Regions from separate parts of the Mus musculus genome. Here region 1 is linked to region 2. A link is a contact called in public promoter capture Hi-C data. All regions are on one chromosome and are shown on one strand. The core of a region is the stretch at or near the end of the contact, and the rest is flanking DNA. Distances in the headings are between cores, read along the strand shown. Region 1 overlaps Zfp143 (zinc finger protein 143). Region 2 overlaps Dennd5a (DENN/MADD domain containing 5A).

The links. Capture Hi-C pulls out chosen DNA fragments and counts their contacts.
Region 1: a promoter capture Hi-C map of pancreatic islet shows a contact between it and region 2. The contact joins two enhancer-like sites. A contact is called at or near these places in 4 of 484 Hi-C or Micro-C datasets (the C10 cell line, bone marrow-derived macrophages, granulocytes and 1 more), 1 of 115 datasets of contacts at active chromatin or transcription factors (extraembryonic endoderm stem cells) and 3 of 9 other capture datasets (adipose tissue, liver and pancreatic islet).

Annotation. Positions count from the first base shown.
Region 1 is chr7:110,086,725-110,091,599 of GRCm38.p6, forward strand. It overlaps Zfp143 (zinc finger protein 143), which reads left to right. Exons shown (of 16, transcript NM_001374618.1): 13 at 2,004-2,152. Among named protein-coding and RNA genes, the nearest start is that of Zfp143, 27 kb to the left of the region's middle. Within about 2 kb of position 1,422, at least 49 of the 459 cell types and tissues checked have an H3K27ac peak or open chromatin away from gene starts, as enhancers often do. A contact at or near this core is called in pancreatic islet, where this site is marked.
Region 2 is chr7:109,923,104-109,927,572 of GRCm38.p6, forward strand. Dennd5a (DENN/MADD domain containing 5A) reads right to left here. Exons shown (of 23, transcript NM_021494.1): 5 at 3,724-3,911. Among named protein-coding and RNA genes, the nearest start is that of Dennd5a, 35 kb to the right of the region's middle. Within about 2 kb of position 1,483, at least 27 of the 459 cell types and tissues checked have an H3K27ac peak or open chromatin away from gene starts, as enhancers often do. A contact at or near this core is called in pancreatic islet, where this site is marked.

The sequences.
Region 1 (4,875 bases), core at 172-2,671, 160 kb after region 2:
AGACTTTTCTCATTTTCAGCACCTGAATGAAATGTTCAGAAATATTTAAGTTTATAATTAAACTTGGGAAATAGCACGTGCTCAAATGTATTCAGTGCAAGACTGCTCTCCAGCCACAAGCCTCTAAGCAGTCACACCGGAGGCATATAGAACTCATCCCTTTCTTCCACCACCCTCCAGCAGAGGCTTACTCCGTAGCCCAGGCTAGCCTTGAATTTGGAGTAGTCTTCCTGCTACAGCCTCTCAAATGCTGGGCTTACAGGCCTGATCCACTGCACCTATGTAGAGAGTATAAGCTTTCATTCACAACAAGAAAGAAACAACTGCTAAATCCTTTTAATTAGAAAAAAAGGCTTTGGGGGTTGGGAGAAGACACCACTGTTAGAGTGCCGTGCAAGCGAGTGTGAAGATCAGAGTTAGGATCCCACACAAATGCCTGTTGAATTTCACCAGTAATTCCAGTCTTGGAATTCAGACATAGTCTCCCTGAGCGTGCTGGCTTGCTAGGCTAGCCATATCCATGAGCTCTGGGGTTCAGCTGAGAGATCCTGCCTTGATGAATGATGTGGAAAGCTATCAAGGAAGACTCCTCATGGAGTCCCAGCCTCTGCATGGACATGAATGCACATCTCAACTACACATGGGGGAAAAAAAGCAGACTTTAATAATGTCAAATGTAATTTATAAGACCTGCACAGCATGTCTTTACTCTCCTCCTTATATGTTGATATCTCAGACTGTAAGAGATTTTCTCAGTCTGTAAAATGGCCTATAATACAGTATATTTTAAAAGCAATGATTGGCCAGGCTGTGGTTGTGTTGCCTTTATCCTAGCATGCAGGATGCGGAAGCAGGCCAGCCTGGACTACAGAGTGAGTTCCAGGACAGCCAGGGCCACATGAGAAACCCCGGAAAAAAACAAACAAGCAAACAAACCAAACAAAAAACCCAACTATGATTACTTTTCAAAAAATACAGATCTGTGCTTTCTCTGACATAATCTCTGGTTTTGACATAATCTTTGGGAATAATGGTGTATAAATAACTGTGGGGGAAAAAAGGGAAGAACATTACACCTCAGTGACTGCTGCCATCTGAACACATGATAGTTAGACCTGACACTGAAATCCTTCATATCCTAATTCTCAGATTAGTAGTACAGTCTTAAGTTCTTCTTTGAACAGGTAAAGTTTCCCTTTCTTCCTTGCTCCGTGGGAGTTAGCCAGTATTGAGAGAGAGAGGCCAGTCACCCACTCGAGTAGTTCTGCTGCTGAAATTGTCATTCATGTGCTGGTTTTTGTGGAAGAAAAATGTACCTGAACTGGATGGAGTTCTTGTTTAGTCACTTAGGAAATGATTAACCTCAGCCCAGATAGTCACTACATTTATAGCCATGCGTAGTCTTTACACAATGATGTCATTGTGTACTAATAGATTGCTGTCAGTCACGTGTGTAAAAGACTGAGTAGGTTGGTAGACTGTGTACAAGCCATTCTGGTTTTGTGGTTAATGCTTATAGACTCTTTTATTACCTTCCTGAGACTTAAGTGACTTCAGGAGCCAAGAGGGCAAATGTCTGTGTATATGGCTCTTCCCTTCTGTGTCCCCTGTGCGTATGTGCACAGCATCCCATAATCATCACAGCTAAGTGTAAAGGAGAGGCCTTCCAAAACCAGAACACTTGACATTGATGGGCAGGGTTGGGCTGGGTTGGGTTTGGTGTGATTTGGTTTGGCCTGGCCTGGCAGATGTGAAGATGGACTTGTTAAGAAGTTCTGAAACTTTTCTCAGGGTTTAGAATATAAAACTATTTGCTTTCTTTTGTTTGTTTGTTTGTTTTTTTTTTTGAGACAAGGTTTTGTACAACCTAGATCGGCCTTGAACTCCCTGTGTAACCTAGGCAGCCCTTGAACTGCTTCCTCTTCCCAAGTGCTAGAAGGACAGGCCTAGTGTTGTCTAAATAGATTGGTTGTTCAAGTAAATTATTCATTTATTTTAAACAGGTCAAGGTGATGATGTTCTTAAAGGGTCCCAGATCACATATGTTACAGGTGTAGATGGAGAGGACATTGTATCTACACAAGTAGCCACAGTAACCCAGTCTGGGCTGAGTCAACAAGTCACACTCATATCACAGGATGGGACTCAACATGTAAGTATCTACTAACAGCCAAGGAAGTGAAATCTTTTCTTCACCAGGAATTGAAAGACAGGCTGGGTGCCTGTGGAGGAGACCCTTGAGTGGGAAGCATGATGTTTGTACTTAGGCCTCGAGAGCTGCAGTCCTCAGCCTTCCTAAGGCTGCCACCCTTTAACACAGCTCCTCATGTTCTGGTGGCCCCAACCATAATGCTATTTTTGTTGCTACTTCATAACCATAATTTTGCTACTGTTTTGAATTGTAATGTAAATATATGTGCTTTCTAATAGTCTTAGGCGACCCCTATGAAAGTGTCATTTGACCCTGAAGGGGTCAAAACCTACAGGTTGAGAACTACTGCTCTCAGCAGTGGCAGATCTCCCACAGATCTTCCGTGGTCTGCTGAGAAGAACTATTTGAAGTAATAACAGTAGAAGATATTTGCATCCACGTGGGGCTATTAGGCTCTGCCAAAGGGCATGGCCACTTCGCTTATCCCATGATGGGAGAGTTTGTAGGGAAGGTAGAGACACCTCTCCAGGGGTGGGAAAATGCACTGTGTCTGAGATGTGGGAATGCCTGAGCTGGTTGGGGGTGGGGGACCTCTGGGGAGGAATGGGGTTGGTGAGTGGGGATAGTCCTTGGCTTGGCAGTGGCTGGCGTGGTGGTAGTTGTGGCTGGGAGCGCAGAGAGGTCTACAGGAGACTAGGCTGTGGCTCTGTAGACGAAGGCCTTCTTCACAGCTTCCTTCCCGCATCAGATCTTGATGAGAAGAGACCATGGTTCTGAACAGTTTGTTGTCATGGTGGAAATGGATGCGTAAAACCATAGCCTCAGGCTAGAGGATGGCTCAGCGGTTAAGAGCACTGACTGCTCTTCCAGAGGTCCTGACAGCTGCCGTATACTAATAAATAAAATAAACAAATCTAAAAGAAAAAAAAAACATACCCTCCTTTTCAGGGTGGGCCTGAGATTAAATACCTTTTGCAGGGAGAAGTGTCTAGAAAGAGAAGCTTATTGGCTAAGCCCTCCAGGCCTCTAGGTACCTCGTTAGCATGGAGAACTCTGTTTTGGGCCTATGTGACCACAGGTCACATCTCTTTTATGTGAGAAGCATGGCACATGTTCCAAGTCAGGAGTCTGGCAAGGAGCTGGGAGTCGCCTAAGCCTCGGGGTGTGTGCCCACCAAGTCTCCAGGTCTCAACCTCCTCTAACTTACCAAACTTTCTGGCCTGGATTTACGTCCCACACATCCATAGAATCCAAATGGCATTAGCTGGTGTGGGTCAAAGATGAAGCGACAAAGATCAGAATCCCAAGGTGATTGTGAGGTTCAAAAGTACTGCATCTGGGCTGGAGAGATAGTAGTACAGTAGTTAAGAGTACTGGCTGCTCTTCCAGGGTCTTAAGTTCAATTTCCAGAACTCATATGGTGGCTTATAACTGCCTATAATGTGCCATCTTCTGGTGTGCAGACATGTATATGTAGACAAAATGCTTAAATACATAAATAAATTTTTTTTAAAGTAGTGGGTCTGGCTAGGTGTGGTGGTGAGTGACTTTAATCCCAGCACTCCTGAGGCAGGCAATTCAGTGAGTTCCAGCCCAGCCTGTTGTACATGATGAGACCCTGTCTCAAACAAGCAGAGTTAATGAATGGGTCTGGGTGAAGCACAGCACCGGGAAGGAAGGGCTGGTACTTAGCAGTAGATTCAGTCCAGGAATGAGTCTTGACTAAGGTAAGGAGGACGTGATGACGTCATCCTGGGACATAAGTTAAGAAACAAACGCCTATAGAATTTCCATTCTGGAGCAGTTTTCCTTACCAGAAACCATAGGTGTTCAGCTGGCTTCATCGAGTCCAGTTGATTCAGTAAGAATCTTGATTTTCTCTGAGGAAGAGTAGTGGAATGTATGTTCTCTAAGAGGTAAACGTGGCATTGTTTTGTAGGTGCCAATAACCTAAAAGAACTCAGCTTCAGTGTGATTTTTAAGCATTTGCTAGAGTTGTTTTAGCTTTGGTAAAAAGGAGGCTCATGGGCTTTGGGGTATCTCCACCCTCCTGTGTTCTGTCTTCCATGGGGAACCTTCTTCCTGCACATCTGTACTAGAACTTGCCTCCTAGAGTCAGTATACTTTTTGGGTTTTATTTTGTATTAGGATTTGGTTTGGTTGGGTGGCTTTTGACACAAGGCCTCTCTATGTGGCTAGACTTCTGTGTATAGACCAGGACTTGAACTTACGGAAATCCTCCTGCCTCACTTCCCAAGATCTGAGATTACAGGTGTTTGCTACCACACTCTACCTTTCTTTTTTCCATGACTTTTCTTTTTAAAACAGGGTTTCATGTAGCTCAGGCTAGCCTGGAATTCTCACACATACACACCCCTCAGTTTTTTTGAGTTTTTGTTATTTCGAGACAGTAGTGGTTGGCATGTCAGATGCAGATTTGAGGTGATAGAATGATAGAAGATAGGCAGAGAAGTTGAAAGGTAAGGTGCACACAGGAAATCTGGAACATGGGGAACAGAGATTTGAGCAGAGTGTCAAGGTAGAGATGGCTAGGGAAGGAAGAGTTAGGCCCAAGACTCGTGAAGGTAAGAGGCAGAAGTTGGGGGTAGGGGCTGACAACTGTAACCCCAGTAAGCAGGAAACTGAGGCAGGAGGATTACTGAAATATTCCAGGCCAGTATGGGAAACAGAAAGACCCTGTCTAAATCACAAACACAAAACCC
Region 2 (4,469 bases), core at 233-2,732:
TTATAGCATCAGATAAGGGTCCTTCCTTCAGCAAGACATTGTTCCAATATGCCAAATGATGTCCCAGTGACACACAAGTTTAACCTTGTCTCAATAGCCTTTACGTTCTAAAAGAAGCAGGCAGAGGATAACATAAGCTCGCTAACACAGTCAATCCATAAAACTCATCTCCTACAGCTGCATTTTGAACGGACCCTGCATCGTTTATGCTGAGTGCATCAATCACCCTTCCAACCTGTGACGATAAAAGAAAGCTTTCCATCTCAAACATCCAAAAACTAAGAAGAACCACTTTAAACCTTACTTCTGAGTTCCTCCAACTAGATAATGTTGACTCTGCCTAATTAAAGGCCAACAAATATTTATAACCTAAAAATAGACTACTTTTTTTAACATTATTAATGCTCTTAGGCCAAGCCATCAAAAAAGAAAATCAAAACAAAATCAACTCATCTAGTCAAGGGTCCTTTACAAAGCTGACAAAATGAAAGGCACACATTTTCATCTCTTACCCCTTGGCTCATCTTTTAAAAAGAGGGTTGGGGGCAGTTTTTCCAACCAGAATCAGGAAAGCAACTAAAATATCTAGATCCACCCAATAATGCTTGGTAGCTTCTCTCCCACTGCTGTGAGTCAAATAGAGAGTGTCCATAAAGAATTCTTATTTATTTATTTAATCTGTACGGATGCTTTGCCTGTGTCAGGTCTTAGGCAGTACACATATCCAGCCTTAGTCCAATTCCAGCTCCTACAGGAGGATTTCCGGTGGTTAGATAAAAGTCAGCATTCCTCAGGAACTTGTAAAACAGGCTCCAAATCAGCCAAAGGAGTCATTTCCCTTGCTTTTGGCAAATGGGACAAGAGGCTCCATTGACTTATGCCTGCAGTTATCAGCATATCCAAGTCCACACTAGCCTCCAGGCTCCTCACTCAGACCTCTTTCACACATTTCAAAGCCCCTCACCACCCTTCTCACCACCACCCCAAACCCTCAGCCCTCCTGCAGCTACTCATCCTCCTTATAACACAATATTTTCTGCTACCACCCTCTTAGCCCTACTTCCCTAGCCCTTCATGTCTAGTCTGCTTCTTTTTCTCTCTAGTTTGGACTCTTCCACAAGGCTGTGGTTATTTTCTCTTTTATTCACAATAAAAACCTCCCTCTAATCATGGATGGCGCGTTTGATGCTTTCTTCATTGCCCCTCTTCCCATACGGCTGGACGCATGTCTGGGCATCATAAGTGTGTTTGGTACCTGGGGAAGTCAGAAGAGGGCATCAGATCCCCTGAACTAGCACCACCATGTGGGTTCTAGGAATGGAAGAATAGCCAATGCTCTTCACCACTGAGCTATCTCTCCAGCCCCATCTATAAAGAACTTTATCAAGCCCAAATTCTGTGGATGCCCTGATGAGAGGTGGCTGAGGAGCACAGCTCAGGCACACACTTCAGAGGTGGCTAAGATACACAGGAACCGCTAAGTAGACCTCTTCACTCGTCATTCTGCACAACAGGGCCAAAAAGGGAGGGGTAAGAGGGCAAAATGAAAAAAGAGGCCATTTAACTTCTAGGCTCATAAAACAGTCTCATGCTGTTTCCTCTCAGCACAGGCTGGCAGCTGAAGCAATTTATAAACCTATGATCAAATCTGCAAGCATCGCCAGCGGCACCTGTGTGACTTTTTTTTGCGAAGATGCAAAACGTGGCAGACACTGAAGCCAAACAATCAGTTCTCTGCTCACCTCTGCCATGATGAAAGGGAGCATGGTAAGACAGCCACTGTCTAAGGTATTCCTCATGAATCCTCCAGATCCCAAAACTCTCCTGAACTCTTCCTTCAAAGGGCCACAGTGCCCTTTGCCAACCTCAGATGCCAAGCCAAATCAGTTCTCCCTCAGTACCTCTGTGAGTTCATCACTGAGGCACTTCAGCACATAGGATCCTACTGGAAAGCTACTGAGAGTGTCCCCAGAGAAGACAGGGACAGCCCCTTGCTGGTATTCTGTCTAAACTCCACCCCCACAGTTCCTGGCAGCAGCCAGGTATGCTCTGCCCCACAGTTACCTGGCAACAGCCAGGTAGGCTTGGCCCAGTATAAAAGGGGCCACTTGGCCTCTCCTCTCACTCTTACACTCTTGCCTCTCTTGCCTCTTGCCCCCTCGTCCCCCTTCTCATTCCCTGCCTCCCTCTCTCCATAGCCGACTTTCACTTATCTACTCTCTCCTTCTCTCTGCCTTTCTCTGCCTCTACTACTCTCTTAACTCCCCTCTCCATGCCCTAAATAAACTCTATTCTATACTTTACTGGGGTGTGTCTGGTCCCTCAGGGGGAAGGGATGCCTCAGCATGGGCATCCCCTCCCCCACACCCCACCAGAACATATTCTTATAGTTCTTTCTCTTTTTATGATCACAACATCCTTCCCTCACTCTAATGCTCTCAAGCTTACTTTCTGACATGGCTGCATCTTCAGACAATGAAACCCCAAAGAGAAGCCAAAACAAAAGATGCCTCACCAGACCAGCTCAGGCTCTCATTTGCTCAAGGCCACTGAGATCATGTGTTGGTGTTAAAAAGAACAAAGGGCTTTTTTACAGACTTCTGATGGCCAAAGATACGGCTGCAGCTGATGAATTCTAATTTGAGGGTCTAAGAAATGAACACTCTTCTACAGAAAGTGTCTTTCTACTCCAGGCTTACCACCTCAGTATCCTGCTGCTACCTGGCACAGAACCACAGTAAGGTCCTCCATCCTGCTGTCACACTCCCCTCCAACAGCGGAGTTTAAAGACCCCTTATAGTCCAAAGATGTCAACTAAAATGCTAAATTACCTGAGGGATAAAATGTGAGCTCATGCTTCCTTTACTGCTCGTTTTATGTACTATGGACATGTGTTCTTTTGAGAATAACAGAAAAGTGTGTTTCAAGGATACCATTACTCTTACCTCATCTTGTGTAATGTTTTACTTTTTAAAATACTGACCCGCAGCTCTTTACCCCCACAGAGGTTGTCTGCTATAAATCAGGGTAGAAAATATTCAGCTAAGGAACTGCCCGCAAAACTGTGTGGCCTGGGTGAATGGGACTCTAAGGCCATAGACAGCTGCTTTGGGAGGGCATGTCAGTGCCCTGCCTCCCACTGTCTACTTCTCCCCAAGCAGACCACAGCGGGAGGCCAGAAACTCAAGTGCAAAGGCTGTTCCAACGATGGAGAAAGCCACATAGCAGAGCGTCCACACACCAGAACACACAGAACACTGGGGTCTCTTACACAAACAATTCCTCCAACATTAAGAACACTGCTGGTTTCCGAGCAACTTCTTTATATACCCACGTGCCTAAAGTGCATGGAGAATGAAGATGAAGAGTCCTAAGGGGGACAGAATTTGTCCCAGGAATACAAGTATATATTAGCCATAGATGGCAATAAAACTGAGAAACATGTTTGAAAAAATAATGTGTATGGGGGAAAAAAAGCAATAATAAAAAATAAAAACATACTGGGTACATCACATGATGATGGAGTAATATAAATTTGGGACTAACGGTTCACTGTATTTTTTCCTGAAGTTATTCATGTTCCCTGTCCCTGTCTCCAAGCCTCCCCTCCCCCCACTCGCCCCCAAAAGGCCCTTGGTGGCACCATGCTGGGCTCCTCCCAGAATCTTCATCTCCCCCAAGCTGGAGAGGGTGAGTGGCACAGCACTTGACTTCTCTTCTCACCTCCTGAGGCAGCTCCAACTTGGAGCGGTCATCCAGGCCGTTGGAATGCAAGCCCATCAGGTATGGTACAGGAGCATCTAAGAAATGCAGGAGAGAAGCTGGGAGGATGGGGACATAGACATGCTGCCACTGGAAAGGAAACATCAGAGCTGTAATTGTCTCCGCCACAGTCATCAGTCTCTGGTAATCTAAGTCAGAGGGAAAAAAAACAACAGAATAAGCATATTCAACAAACCAGTCAACTGAGACACTTGCTTCTCAAAGAGAAAGCTCCAAGTGTCGATACAATTCAACTGACCCAAGGACCACTATGACTCCCATGGAGGCCACAGACTCAGACCCTCTGGGAGACCCCTATCAAATACACATGTCCAACTAGTAATAAAATGTAATATATAGAAATACGACAGAAAGAATAAATGCCACCTTTCTCTAGCCACTATTCACGATTATGTTAAGCATATGTTCTACAGTGGGCGTGGCCAGGATTGTCTGCTCTCCACAACACACAGCAAAAAAAAAAAAAAAAAAAAAAAAATCACTTACCATTCCTACATGTCGAGGCACACAATATAACTCTGCGAGTTTAGCTGGGCATGATGGCTCATGACTACAATCCCAGCACTGACGCTGAGGCAAAGAGATTGTCATGAGCTTAAAGCTAGCCTATGAGACTGTCTCTTGCTCCTGGCTAATCAAAAGAAAGTGTGACCTGTAATTAATTTGCTATTTGTGTGAGGAATATA